3 separate regions of the Mus musculus genome follow, and all the other regions are linked to region 3. A link is a contact called in public Hi-C data. All regions are on one chromosome and are shown on one strand. Each heading gives the region's core, a stretch centred on a gene start, on an enhancer-like site or on the middle of the called end of the contact. The rest is flanking DNA. Distances are from core to core; before and after follow the strand shown. Region 1 has its middle 24 kb from the start of 1700048B10Rik. Region 2 has its middle 16 kb from the start of Gm32613. Region 3 overlaps Gm46414 (a long non-coding RNA gene).

What was found. Hi-C and Micro-C count contacts between places; a contact is called where the count stands out from the background.
Region 1: a Hi-C map of myocytes shows a contact between it and region 3, with 3 times the contacts expected there. The contact joins two enhancer-like sites. A contact is called at or near these places in 7 of 484 Hi-C or Micro-C datasets (Sertoli cells, embryonic stem cells, myocytes and 3 more), 1 of 115 datasets of contacts at active chromatin or transcription factors (embryonic stem cells) and 1 of 9 other capture datasets (embryonic stem cells).
Region 2: a contact with region 3 is called in a Hi-C map of myocytes, with 2.8 times the contacts expected there. The contact joins two enhancer-like sites. A contact is called at or near these places in 3 of 484 Hi-C or Micro-C datasets (myocytes, nephron progenitors and uterus) and 2 of 115 datasets of contacts at active chromatin or transcription factors (both in embryonic stem cells).

What each region holds. Positions count from the first base shown.
Region 1 is chr13:50,956,341-50,960,893 of GRCm38.p6, reverse strand. No RefSeq gene overlaps it. Among named protein-coding and RNA genes, the nearest start is that of 1700048B10Rik, 24 kb to the right of the region's middle. Within about 2 kb of position 2,398, at least 62 of the 459 cell types and tissues checked have an H3K27ac peak or open chromatin away from gene starts, as enhancers often do. A contact at or near this core is called in myocytes and uterus, where this site is marked.
Region 2 is chr13:50,973,158-50,977,189 of GRCm38.p6, reverse strand. No RefSeq gene overlaps it. Among named protein-coding and RNA genes, the nearest start is that of Gm32613, 16 kb to the left of the region's middle. Within about 2 kb of position 1,744, at least 22 of the 459 cell types and tissues checked have an H3K27ac peak or open chromatin away from gene starts, as enhancers often do. A contact at or near this core is called in myocytes and uterus, where this site is marked.
Region 3 is chr13:51,312,471-51,316,848 of GRCm38.p6, reverse strand. The region is part of intron 2 of Gm46414 (a long non-coding RNA gene); the gene reads right to left. Among named protein-coding and RNA genes, the nearest start is that of S1pr3, 94 kb to the left of the region's middle. Within about 2 kb of position 2,173, at least 178 of the 459 cell types and tissues checked have an H3K27ac peak or open chromatin away from gene starts, as enhancers often do. A contact at or near this core is called in myocytes and uterus, where this site is marked.

The sequences.
Region 1 (4,553 bases), core at 1,149-3,648, 360 kb after region 3:
TTGCAGGGTTCTTGGGTGATTCAGATCTGAAGACTTTATGAGGTGGTGCTTGGCAATCCCGCTGCCCCATGCAACCTTATCTGTAGCTTCTCTTTCATTCTTTAATAGTTTCTCCCTTAGACAAGAAGTCTTTAATTTTTAAAGGATGTGTGTGCTTATGTATGTATGGTGCACATGTGTGCTTATGTGTATATGGTGCACATGTGAAGGTCAGAGGAGAACCTAGGGGGTCAGTCCTAAGGTGTCACCCACCTTTCCTTTGACACAGGGTCTGTCAGAGGCCTGTGACTTTGCCACATAAACCAGACTAACTGGCCCCCAGCTTCGGGGACCTTTTCTTTCTGTTTCTCATTGCATCATCCCTGAGATGACAGGCACTGGGTCCTGGAGGATCCAAACTCAACACATACAAGGCTTTACCAGAGGAGCAGTCTCCTAGGCCCCAGAAATCTTGTTTTTTCCTTATAAAAACAACAATTGGGGCTGGCTTACAGGTTTAGAGGATCAGTCCATTATCATCAAGGTGGGAGCATGGCAGTATCCAGGCAGGCATGGCGCAAGCAGAGCTGAGAGTTCTACTTCTTCATCCAAAGGCCAAAGTGGAAGACTCCCCAGAAATCTTTAATGACACCCATTTACCAGTTTTTCCTTTTATGAATTGTATCTCAAAACTTATTACCAAGTCTAAGATCATTTAGGTTTGTTTTTCCTGTGTTATCTTTTATACAATTTTTAGCTTTGTGCTTTACATTTAGTTTTAAGTCTGTGATTCATTTTAATATTAACTATTATATTATATTAACAGTGTAACACAAACTGTGTGGTGACCATGTCTAGTCCTGTCTGGTGTGTTGTCCCTTTCTTCACTGTGTCTGCTTTGCTGCAGCTGGCTATGTGTATGAGAACACCCCTGACAGGTGCTCTCTCTGTATCTTCATTTATTCATTCATTCATTCATTCATTCATTCATTCATTCATTCATTCATTCATCTTGTCATCCATTCCGTGATGTCTTCATTACTGGAGCCTCATACAAAGGCTTGAAGCTGAGTCAGTACTCTGGCTCTGTCCCTCCTCAATATTGTGTTGGCTGCTCTGGTCTTCTTTGGTTTTCCATATAAAGTCGTCGAATCAGTTTGTAAATATTCATGAAGAAGTCGACTTCTGGGATCGCACTGGATCTTCTAGATCAAGTTGGGAGGAATGTCTTAACAACGTCAAGTCTTATCCTTGAACATGGACTATCTTTTCTCTGATTTCCTTCAGTTTTCCCCATACAGATCTTGAATATATACAATATATATATATATATATGTATATGTGTGTGTATATATATATGTGTGTGTGTGTGTGTGTCTGTCTCTGTCTCTCTTTGCCTCTCTGCCTCTCTCTGTCTCTGTGTCTGTTTGTCTTCTTCTCTCTCATTTATTTGAATGTGTGCTTTTGTTATAGGATTCTTGTTCAGAGAAACAGGACACTGAAACTCTTTGCTAGGGAGCAGCTTATATGGCAACAGTATTTTCACTGGCGATTCTATGGCTATGGGGTTACTGTAACACTAAGGCTACATCAATGTTGCCATTATACTGAGGCTGAAGGAATGCAAGAACACTGCAGTTTTAAGTACCCAGACACTAATTAAGTCATGTTGTCTTTTCTTTGTTCTCAAAAGGTCCCTAACACATTCCAAGTACATTAATTAAAAAATATTAGGCTGTGGCTTTAGCTCAGTGGCAGAATGCTTGCCCAGCAGACACAAGCCCCTGGGTTCAAATCTCAGTACAAAATAAAGAGGTGTGGCACTGGGAGCTGGCTCAGTAGTTGAGAGCACTCCCTGCTCTTTCAGAAGACATGGCTTTGGTTCCCAATGCTTATGTCGGGATAACTGCCCATGATTCCCAGATCCAGAGAGGTCTGATGCCTCTGGCATCCAGTGGCATCTTCATGTGTGCACATGCCCACACAAAGACACACACATACACACTTAAAAATAAAACAATAAAAATCTATGTTCTTTTACTTTTAAAATATTTTAAAAAGAAAATTAGTAAGCAAATTATAGACATGCAGAGAAGGCTGAAGGAAACAGAGATGGTTGTTGAAGCACTTGTTTTATACACGGAGAACCTGAGACTTTATGAGGAGAGCAGTCAGCACAACTCCACTGAAGCCTGGAGCAGCTGAGAGTTGAGCCACTTGTGCTTGAAATAACTTTTCCCTTAGCAGAGCCATTGCAACTGTGTTACCCTCGGACCTTCCAGGGAGTTTCCCCCTGGAACGAAAAGTCACACTTGATGGAGTCTGGAGTTAAATTCATCTTCAAAGCAGGCAGAAAGTGACCGTGCTTTTAAAATCACAGCCAGTGCATGAAGGTCAAGGTTCTCGCCGCATTTTCAGATGAGTCATAGCCTGAAAGGAAATCGCGTCTGGCTTCCGTGAATCATGGCAGACCCACATTGATTCCTCCCCTCCCCATTTTGCAGAGAAAACACGTAGGCACCTGTCTGGAATTAAATGAGTCAGAAGGACAGGTATCATATCTGCCAGTGTCTACCCTAAGTGAAGGGACATTGTGCGGTGGGGGAGGAGGAACTGCCGTTGAAAGGAGATGAGGAAGCGAGTGAGTGGCAGACCAGGGTTAGAGCCTCGTCTGCTGCTGGAGGCAGTCCTGGTTTTACTCTGAGACGGAGCAGCATGAAGATAGATTCTCCGGTCAGTCGCTGAGCACTTGCTAGTGAGCAGGCTGTGGAACAGTTGTGTTCTCTACATTCCTGGAACAACTGTCTTCCGGGTGTGCCCAGCAGTCATCCTTTGGACTTTCCCTAATTGTCTCGCAGCTACGAGCTAACTCACAGGAGGACTCAGTTTTATCCATCCCAAGCCAGGCATGGAGCCTAAGCTCTTGGGGAAAAAGAGGCAGGGGGATCAGAAATTCAAAGCTTCCCCCTGCTACACAGAGGGTCCGTGGAAGGCCTGAGCTACATTGAGACCCTGTCTCAAAAAACAAAACAGGGTCGAGGAGATGCCTCAGTGGGTAAAGACACTTGCTGCTAAGACTGAGGGACTGGGGCTGACTCTAGGGACACACAGGACGGAAGGATGAACAGCCTCCACTTTGTCCTCGGACCACCATGCTAATGCCACCGCATGCGCGCACGTGCAGACACTTGCACACATAAAAATCAAAGTGGAGCTGGGCAGTGGTGGCACACGCCTTTAATCCCTGCACTTGGGAGGCAGAGGCAGGCGGATTTCTGCGTTCAAGGCCAGCCTGGTCTACAGAGTGAGTTCCAGGACAGTCAGGGCTACACAGAGAAACTCTGTCTCAAAAAAAAAAAAAAAAAAAAAAAAAAACCCAGCCTCCTGAGGTAGGACAAATGATGGGCAGTTAAGGGGGCAGGGGAAGGGAAAGAGAGCACACACCCACAGATCTAGGTTGCTCTTCCTGCTGATTCAGTCAAGACCTTCTAGCTCATTTGAGCAAGGAAGGCTTGGCTTATTACAAATACCTTTAATCCCAGCCTTTGGGCAGAGGCAGATGGATCTCTGTGACAAGTTCCAGGATAGCCAAGGCTATATACAATGAGACCTTGTCTCAACCAACCAACCAACCAACCAACCAACTAAACAACGGATATTGCCTGCACAGGTAAAGTGTTTCCCTAAAGACGTCCCAAGCAAGGCTGTGGAGAGCAAGTCAAAGGTATTTGCCTAGGGCCGGAGCATTTTTAACTTTCTGTCCCCCCATTCCACGATCCCTCTCTTATTCCTGAGTCTGAATGCATACCCCACAAGCTGGAAAAAAGATTCCATTTTTTTCTTTTATCGAAAATAGATTTTTGGGGCTGGAGAGATGGCTCAGCGGTTAAGAGCACTGACTGCTCTTCCGAAGGTCCTGAGTTCAATTCCCAGCAACCACGTGGTGGCTCACAGACACCTGTAATAAGATCTGACACCCTTTTCAGGTGTGTCTGAAGACAACTATAGTGTACTTACATATAATAAATAAATAAATAAATAAATAAATAAATAAATAAATCTTTAAAAAAAGAAAATAGATTTCCCCCCTTATCTAATATATCCTGATTACAGTTTCTCCTCTCTCTCCTCCCAGTTCCTCCCCACTGCACCTTCTGTCTAGATCCACTCCCCTTTTGTCTCTCATTAGAAAATAAACAGGCTCCTAAGGGATAGTAGTAAAATAAAGTAAATTATAGAACAGAACAAAAACTAATACATCAGAATAAGACAAAACAGACAGACAGGAGGAAAAGGCACGAGAAGCCGAGAGCCACTGGTTCACGTCCTCAGGAATTCCATCAAAACACCCAACTGGAAGCCACAGTAAGCATGCAAAGGCAACAGATTTACATTCGATTCTTCTTGCTCCTACTTATCCTTCTAGATTATGATCATATCTAAGCATTAATTCCTATTTATAAATAAAATTAACGTGATATTTTTCACGGGAAGTCCCAAAGCACAAAAAATTAAACGTGGCAAGTTTGTACCTAAGAGACATTATGAAATGATAGCGAGATTAGCACATGGGA
Region 2 (4,032 bases), core at 495-2,994, 340 kb after region 3:
GTCATGAAACTGTGAGTGTGATCCACCATAAAGCAACCTTTTAAAAAAATTTTAATTTTTTTTTTTTTAGCTATAGACATTCGCTATCTCACAGATCCTCTGGCCAGGACTCTGAGCCCAGCTTAGCTAGCTCAGGGTTACAAAGACGATGCCCGCTAAGCTGTGTGCTTCATCTGAAATCCCAACAAGGGGGTGAAGCCTCTTTCAAATTCACTCAATTTATCAACAGTTTGTTTCCTCTGGTCCACTCCACTCAAGGGTCCTGCTATTTGCTAGTGTTAATCTTATTACTGGTCTTGTTCCAGATAATGCCTGGGTGTTGTCTATGGGGTTGTACCACCTGTGGTGTCTCAAGGTGACCATTTTCTCACTGGGCCGCTCTAGTGTGCTAAGAGAGAAGTCATATATAAAATTGCTTAGTCATGAAATAGTTAGCACGTGATAACTTTTGCCACATTTTATTGGTCAGAACAGAAGGCACGGATCCTGCTGTTGGCCAAGAGGACAGGATCATGCATGGTATCAACAACTGGAGGTGCAGGTCAGTGATGATCGACTTAGGTCTGTTCCCACATCTGCGTTCTAAATGAAATAGAACAGAATTGCATGAAGTGTTAGGAAGAGTCACCTAAGAGGACAGCCAATCCTCTGTTTATGCGGCCTCCACAATACCGGTTCAGCCAACTGTGAATTAACAGTATCCTGAACAGAAATTTTCATCTGTACCAAGCATACACAACTTTCCCCTTTATCTTTATTTTCTGAAAATTAGACTATAACAATTTACATGGTGTTTATGTGGTCTTGGATAGGAGCAGTAATTAAGAAACGATTTAACAGGCAGGAGAGATGTCTCCGTGGTTAAGAGCCTGACTGCTCTTTCGAAGGTCCTGAGTTCAAATCCCAGCAACCGCTTGGTGGCTCACAACCATCCATAATGAGATCTGATGCCCTCTTCTGGGATGTCTGAAGACAGCTGCGGTGTACTTACATATAATAAATAAAGAAATCTTTGAGCCAGAGCGAGCAGGGCCAGAGAGAGAAAAAAAGTGTCTGAAGACAGTATACTTACATATAATAAATAAATAAATCTTTGAAAACAAAAAACAAAAAAGGAGAAATGATTTCACATGTAAAGGAGTTTGGGAATTGTAAAGTTCAGTGGTAGACCTTGTGTTCAGCGTGTGCTGACAGTCGGGTTCAATCTCTGGCAAAACACACGCACACACACAATGTCCTGGGTTTTTGGGTTTTGGGGTTTGTTTTGTTTTGTTTTGTTTTTTGTCGAGTTAACATAAGCTAGAGTTGTTCAGGGAAAGAGAACCCGAGTTGAGAAAATGACCTCACTAGGTTGGCTTGTGGGCAAGCCTATGGGTCATTTTCTGGATGAATGGTCGACGTGAGAGAGTCTGATTCCCTGGGGATACCCCTCCTCCTGAACAGGTGTTCCTGGACGGCACAGGCAAGCAGGGTGAACTGGGCATGGTGAGCAAGCAGCAAGTGATGTTCTTCCATGCCTCTGCTTCAGGGTCCTGCCCTTGGCATGGAATGAATGCCTTCGCAGTGAGAAATCATGCCGCCGCTAAGATTAATAAAGGAAACATTCCTTAACATTTGGTTCTGGCTAATGTAGCAAAGGGAACGAGCCCAGAATGACAATCCCATCAGTTTATAGCTTCCTGGCCTCAAGTTACATTTGAGCAATTAAACAGGTTCCAGGGCAGCAGAAAATCCAAGGTCTGGTTGTTTTCGGGAAAGATTTACAATGTCACAATATTATTATAGTCATCCGGATACAGACTCGCACTGCTTTTTCCAGGCAGCTGTTAACCAAGGTCATCTTGTCTGCTTGGCAGAAGTAATATTGATAGAGAACCAGAGTTTTACTTTATGTAACTTGATCTTTCTTAAGCGGGGTTAGTAGATCCTTTATAATATCAACTTATTGTTCTGTTTTTCTCTACATCACCTTGAGTTCCCACCCTGGCTTCTTGGTTGTAGATATTTTCTGGTTATGATATTTATCATAGCAGTACAAACCCTAACACACACACACACACACACACACACACACACACACACACACACACACACACACTATAATGGTGTATATGAATAGAGTTTAAGAGAATGCTACATAATTTTACATTAGGGACTTAAGTCTCAGAGGACTTTAGTGCCTGACCAGGATGCTAGAACCAACCCTCTGCAGATACTCCTGTACTTTGGATCTGAAATATCCCCCGAAGACCTATTGTAAGGGTCTGAGAGTTGCTGAAGGCAAATCCTAGACTCAAATAGTATTCAAAAGCCAAGGATGTTTATTCTGCAGAAAAAAACCCAGCATATAGGGGGTCAGCCATTCAAACAAAATGATGAGGACCAGATGAACCCTCAGGCCCCTTTTAAGCACAACTAGGGGAAATTTAGGGATGGTTAGGTCTTTTAAATATGATTGGCTAGGTAAGCAGCAATTACATTAGTTATTAGTTAAATTAGTTGCTATATTAGCTCTACTGTTTTTGGTCAGGCCTTAGAGAAATTCCAGGAACTGTCTCAGTCTTTGAGCTACCTATCTCCCTTGGCTGGATGTCAGGCCTGCTGCTGATTAATGACCCATTGTCTGTGGGGTTTTTTGAGAACTCTTGACTGCTTCTTTGGGAAACTGAAGCTGAAGGCTGCTATTCTAAAATGGAGTGAATTAGGTCCTCTCACTATATGGTGAGGGCTTGGTCCACAGCTCTGGCATTGTCAGCATGCATAACAGGGGGACCTAGTGGGATAAAGTCACCACTGGGGACATAAACTTGAGGGGGCCACTGGGACCTCATCTCTTAAGCTCCCTCCTCTTTTTCTTCTCAGCTGCTATTGGGTGAACAAGGCCTCCTTCTATCATGTCCCACCAGGGGCACTCACTGTGTTATCTTAGGCTCAAAGTAACGAGATTGGGTGACTGTAGATTGAAACCATTGAATGGGTAAGATAGAGAAGCCTTCCTCCTTTTTGTGTTTGTCATTGGTGTGTTCATGTGCGTGGGTACACACGGAGGCTGGAGGACAGCCTCGTGGGTTCTTACTCATGAACCCTCCCCTTTCTTCTTAGGAGACAAAGTCTCTCATTGGCCCGGAACTCACTAAGTAAGGTAAACTGACTAGCCAGTGAGGCCCAGGGGTCACCCTGCCTCCATCTCTCCGACCGTGGGATTTCAAGAACACAACGCTGTGCCCAACTTTTTTTTTTTTTTTTAATAACTCGGGTTCTGGGGACTGAACTCAGGAAAGCACTTTACTGACTGCGCTATCTTGTCAGCTTCCCTTTTTCCTTTATATGCTTTAAAAAAAAACAAACCACCAAACCCTCATGTATTTTATCACAGTGATAGAAAGCTGGCTCAGATACTAAGGGATAAATACACCGAGCTTTGAAGATTATGTTGGGGATACCCGTGTGCTTGTATGAGATAAGGGAGTGCAATGTTCACCAATGGCCTAGGATAAAATAGCTGACAGCCGCTGATCCCCTGAGATCCCCAGTGGATACTGAAGGCAAAAGAGCAGCTACATAGTGCGAAAACCCTGGTCCTGCCCGCTTGGCTTGTTCTCACTGGTCACTGTGCTCCCATGGCAACCAGGAAGAAAAAAAAGAAGCGTTCTCCTGCCTGCTCTACTCCACTTCTGCTGGCAGTGGTAGTAGCCATTACCATTGTGGGATTATTAGAAGACTTCCGGGACTACATATTCTTGGAAGCCGAGATTTCCAGGCTTTTTACATTGTAATTTAACATGACCATCTGCAACTCTTTGTGGGTTTGCTTTTTTGTGAGCTAGCCTTGGGTACATGAACCTGACAGATGATACTTCGGACATTCCTCGAGTGTTCTCATCAAATTCTGCTGTGTAACTCATCAACCCTTGCTGTGTATATGCAATCCAGAGAACATGGCCTCTATATTCCCCCTTTTCCTATGAAGGATCTGATCCTGTCCGTGTCTGTGTCTGGTTATGTCCGTGTCTGCCATGCCCTCATAGGCCT
Region 3 (4,378 bases), core at 924-3,423:
CTACACAGAGGTTGTATATAAAAATGGCTCCCAGCCAGTGGCCACGGCTCCCCACCCAGACACTGCCACAGAGGGAGATTCTAGACCATGCTCTGTGAAGATGAATCTTCGTATCTGCCCTAACCTGACCCAAGCACTGACCCTCAGGAGCCTCCAGGGAGGTCAGTCGTCAGTAAGTGCATAGAAGTTAGTCAAGGAGATAAGGGCTGGGAAGGCAGAGCAGACAGGAGGTCAGTCAAGCCCTTTGTCAGCCTCTGGGAAGGCCCCACCCAGGCCCACTGCCACACAAGCCTTGGGCAGAACTGGTTTCCACACTGCTCTTCCTCCCCAGCCCCCACCTTAGTCTCTTTAGCTGTTGCTATGACAAAACACTGTCAGATACAACTTAAGGGGAAGGGTTTGTCCTGGCTCACAGTTCCAAGATACAGTCCACCAGTGGGGACATTTAAGATGCACGCATGCTGCTGCTCAGCTGCCTTTCTCCATTTACACAGTCCAGGATGCCCCTGACTAGGGAATGACGCCACCCTCAGTGGCTGGATGTCCCTACCTCAGTCAGTGATGGAGATAATCCCATGAGCCATGCCCAGGTGATTCTAGATGCTGTCAGGTTAACACTAACCATCATGCCTCGATGTTGGTGGTTAACTTCCTGTAGTGTGTCTAGGGAACAGCATGCACAGAAAAACTGGGATATAAAAAACAGAGGAAGGAGAGAGAGAGAGAGAGAGAGAGAGAGAGAGAGAGGGAGGGAGGGAGAGGGAGGGAGGGAGAGAGAGAGAGAGAGAGAGAGAGAGAGAGAGAGAGAGAGGAGAGAGAGAGACCCTGCTGGCATTTCCCTGCCTTGGTGCTGTAGGTGATGTGTCAGGTTTAGCTGTTGCCCTCCTGAGGTGGAGGCCTGAGCCTCTTTCTCTTCCAGCTGGGACACCTGCCCCGTGAGGATTGGCTGTGTGGAGTGCACAGCCCCCTTCTTCCCTGAGCGAACTGAGGACTTCAGAAAGGTCGCATTTGAGTGATCATAATTCCAGTTACCCACGTTCCTCAGAGCAGGTAGCAACTGCCCCGTGTTCTTTGGAGATGACGCAGCAATGCTGGAGAACAAGGCCACCTCATTTCTCCGCTTCTCTCTTCTGTCTCCTCGTGGCTCACCCAAACATTCTCAGTTCCTCCTAAGTTTCCTCCCTCACGATTTCTCTAAGCTGCAGCAAATCTTCCTGTCTTTCTGTTTGAATGTGTGCACACACAAGCCTCTTGAATGTGAGTGAGGACCACTCGTGTCTGAGAGGGAGTCCTGATTAGAAACCGCGTTCCCAGTCACCATGGGAAAGAGCACTCTAGCTAAGACAGTCTTTCCCACAAAGCCCTTGACCAGGCAGCTCTTTCTGTTTTAATTGCTAGCCAAAAACTCTCAAAGACAAATGTGGTTCTCCTGAGAGGAATAAAAAAAAAAATGAGGTTTCATCTTATATGCCATCATACTGGGAATCAAGGCGACACATTATCTAAGAATCAGAGAGACTGGGGGTGGGGGATAGCTCTGGGCCAGACCACTGAGAAATGAAAGGATTTAGACACCCCCTTCTCTGGGGTGACAGGCCAGGATTGCTAAAGTTCTGAGGAGTGTGCTGGGGTGGGGGTGGTGTGTTTCAGTATGACTGAGAAAAAGTCTCATCCATTAGAAAAAAAAAATGTCAGAATATGGCTATGAGCAAAGGCTTTTAACTGGCTTATTAACAACAGATATCCCCAAGCGCAGATAAGCCCAGTTGGAAGGCAGAAAGCAGAGCTGAGATATCTTCTGACAATTAAGGTACAGCCAGCGTCATAAGGAGGTTGGGGGAAGAGTGTGACTTTCAAGGAGGCACGGAGCAGACAATGGAAGTCTAAAAGCAACCCTGCTTAGCACACAAGAGGATCACAGGGACTACAGCAGGGCCACTCCCCCAGCCTGTCCCCTCTGCAGCACGCTGCCATAGCCACTAATGTCCTGAAAAGAAGGGTAAAGTGCATTTCCCAACTCCAGCCCTGACCGGGCCTCTAATTTTACTTCCATGAGTGTGCCCTGATGGATTTTTGAGAAGGGAGAGGTGGGTCATAAATAAAACAGGGCCCACAGCAGAGCTCTAATCAGTTGCAGCTGCTGCCTGAGGAGGCCTGACAGGCAGCTTGCCTTGGGACCTGGTGCATTCTGTGGCCAGCATGGGGGCGGGAAGACAGTGGATGCCTGGGGGAAAGGCCTGAGACATGAGTCTGCAGAATTCATTGCTCCTAATTAAAACCGCATTTACAGAGAACAAACCGTAGGGGCGGGGAGCATGCAGTGGGATTTCCTTGTAGCTTGGAAAATGAATCAACTTGGAAAGGGGTAGGGGCTGCCTATCTGCAAACTCCCTGCTGCAAACAGGACACTGCCCATTTCCATCCAAATATAAAAACCTGACCCATATTGTAGGGGAATGTGCTCATGGGGACCCCAGAGAGTGTCATCAGAATGGGGGACTGTTTAAATAGGATGACTGAGTCATTTGGTGGACCTAGAAGCTCTGTCCTCAGAGCTAGTGAGGAGACAATGCTCTGTGTGTGTGGGGGAACCAGGGGGCTTCAGGTAGGAAAAGCCCTACGTGACCATCGCCTAGTGTTTTCATGGAGTTTGTTATCTTGTTAACTAAAGAAAATTATAGGTCCTATTGCTGTGTATGTCTTTCAGTCAAAAATAATTCCGGAGATGAAAAGATGTTTTAAAAAAAATTAAGGTACAGTAGGGTGCCTTACAGGAATTGGTTTAAAATGGTCCTGTCATTTGGAGAGAACTGGTTGGCACATAAGCCAGCCTTGTAGAGAGGTGTAAGACCAGAAGTGAGGCAGAGTCTTTGGGATGTTCTTTCTCAGTCAGTCAGTCATTCATTCAGTGTGTGTGTGTGTGTGTGTGTGTGTGTGTGTGTGTGTGTGTGTAGGGAGGGGGTGCTGTTGCCCCTGTGACCTCAAGGCAAGGCTGCTCCAAAAGAGGCATAGAGAGCTGGCCCTGGCTGTTCTCCTGGGTGGCAGGAGCCCAAGCAGGACACTGCTGTAATGGTGGCGAGGGAATCAGACACACCCTGTGCAGGCTGAGTGTGTTCCCTGTACCTGGCACAGCTCAGTGGCATCAAAGGCCAGATGAGCTGCACTCTATGAGAAGGGCCAGCTGGAGGCCCTCTGAAGCCAGCTGTCCCTGCTTTAGCTTCTGAGCTCAGCGGGTGGGAGAAGGTTCCCAGGACGGCCTGCCCAACTCAAGATTGACCAGCCAGCCACCCACACAAGTCCTGGGGGAGAGGGCACCACATCTCACCTCTGACTCAGATAGACTGAGGACAAACAAAACACAAACTGAGCCTTCAGAGTGAGACATGGGGACTTAAATAACTTTAATACTCCCACCAAGGGTTCATAAGGTTCCTAAGAGCAGGCTGAGGCTCTGGCCTGATGGCTCTAAGTCAAGGGACAGTCTGAAAATACAAACACCATCTCTAGTGGGATGCAGATGGATCTCAAGCTAGATGAGCAGAAGAGAGTCCTGGGAGCCAGAGGATTATTCAAAATAACTCAGCATTGCTGCAGCTGCTCTATCTTGCATTGATTTATTAGGCTGATGTGTGTGTGTGTGTGTGTGTGTGTGTGTGTGTGTGTGTTTTCCCCTTGCCCTTTTCCTATTCCTTCATTCAGGAGACAACCCGAACGTGCTTTTGTGAGCATTCCAAAAGAGTGGATGTAAACCTTTGATACTGCATCAAGTCTCTGCTCTGAAATATTGCAATAAACATTGGAACAAGGTAATAGACAGACCTTGCTCAGACTTCTCTCAGTGTGTATGTGTGTGTGTGTACATGTATGTGTGTGCGTGCATTTGTGAGTATATGTGTATGTGTTATATGTATGTATTTGCATGTATATGTGTGTACATATGTGTGTGCACGTATGTGTGTATGCGTGTGTGTGTGCACGCGTGTGTGTGTGTGTGTGTGTGTGTGTGTGTGTGCACGCGCGCGTGCATATGTGTGGAGGTTAGAGAACATCCTCAGGTGTCACTTTTCAGATGCCATACCCTTTGGTGGGGTGGAAAGCCTGGTCTCTCAGTGGCCTGGGATTCACCAAGCAGACAAAGGCTGGCTGACCAGCCAACTGCAGAGACCTGTCAATTATGTCCTCAGTCCTGGCATTACAAGGGCAGGCTACCATACCCAACTTTTATTGATTTGTTCTAAGTAAGTTCTGGGGACCAACCTTGGGTCCTTGTGTCCTTTTACTGACCAAGCTGTCTCTCCGACCCAGCATTATTTGTTCTTTGGATTTTTTTTTTTCCTGAGAGGTTGTAGAGAGGATAGTGTGACCCCATGTCCCACAG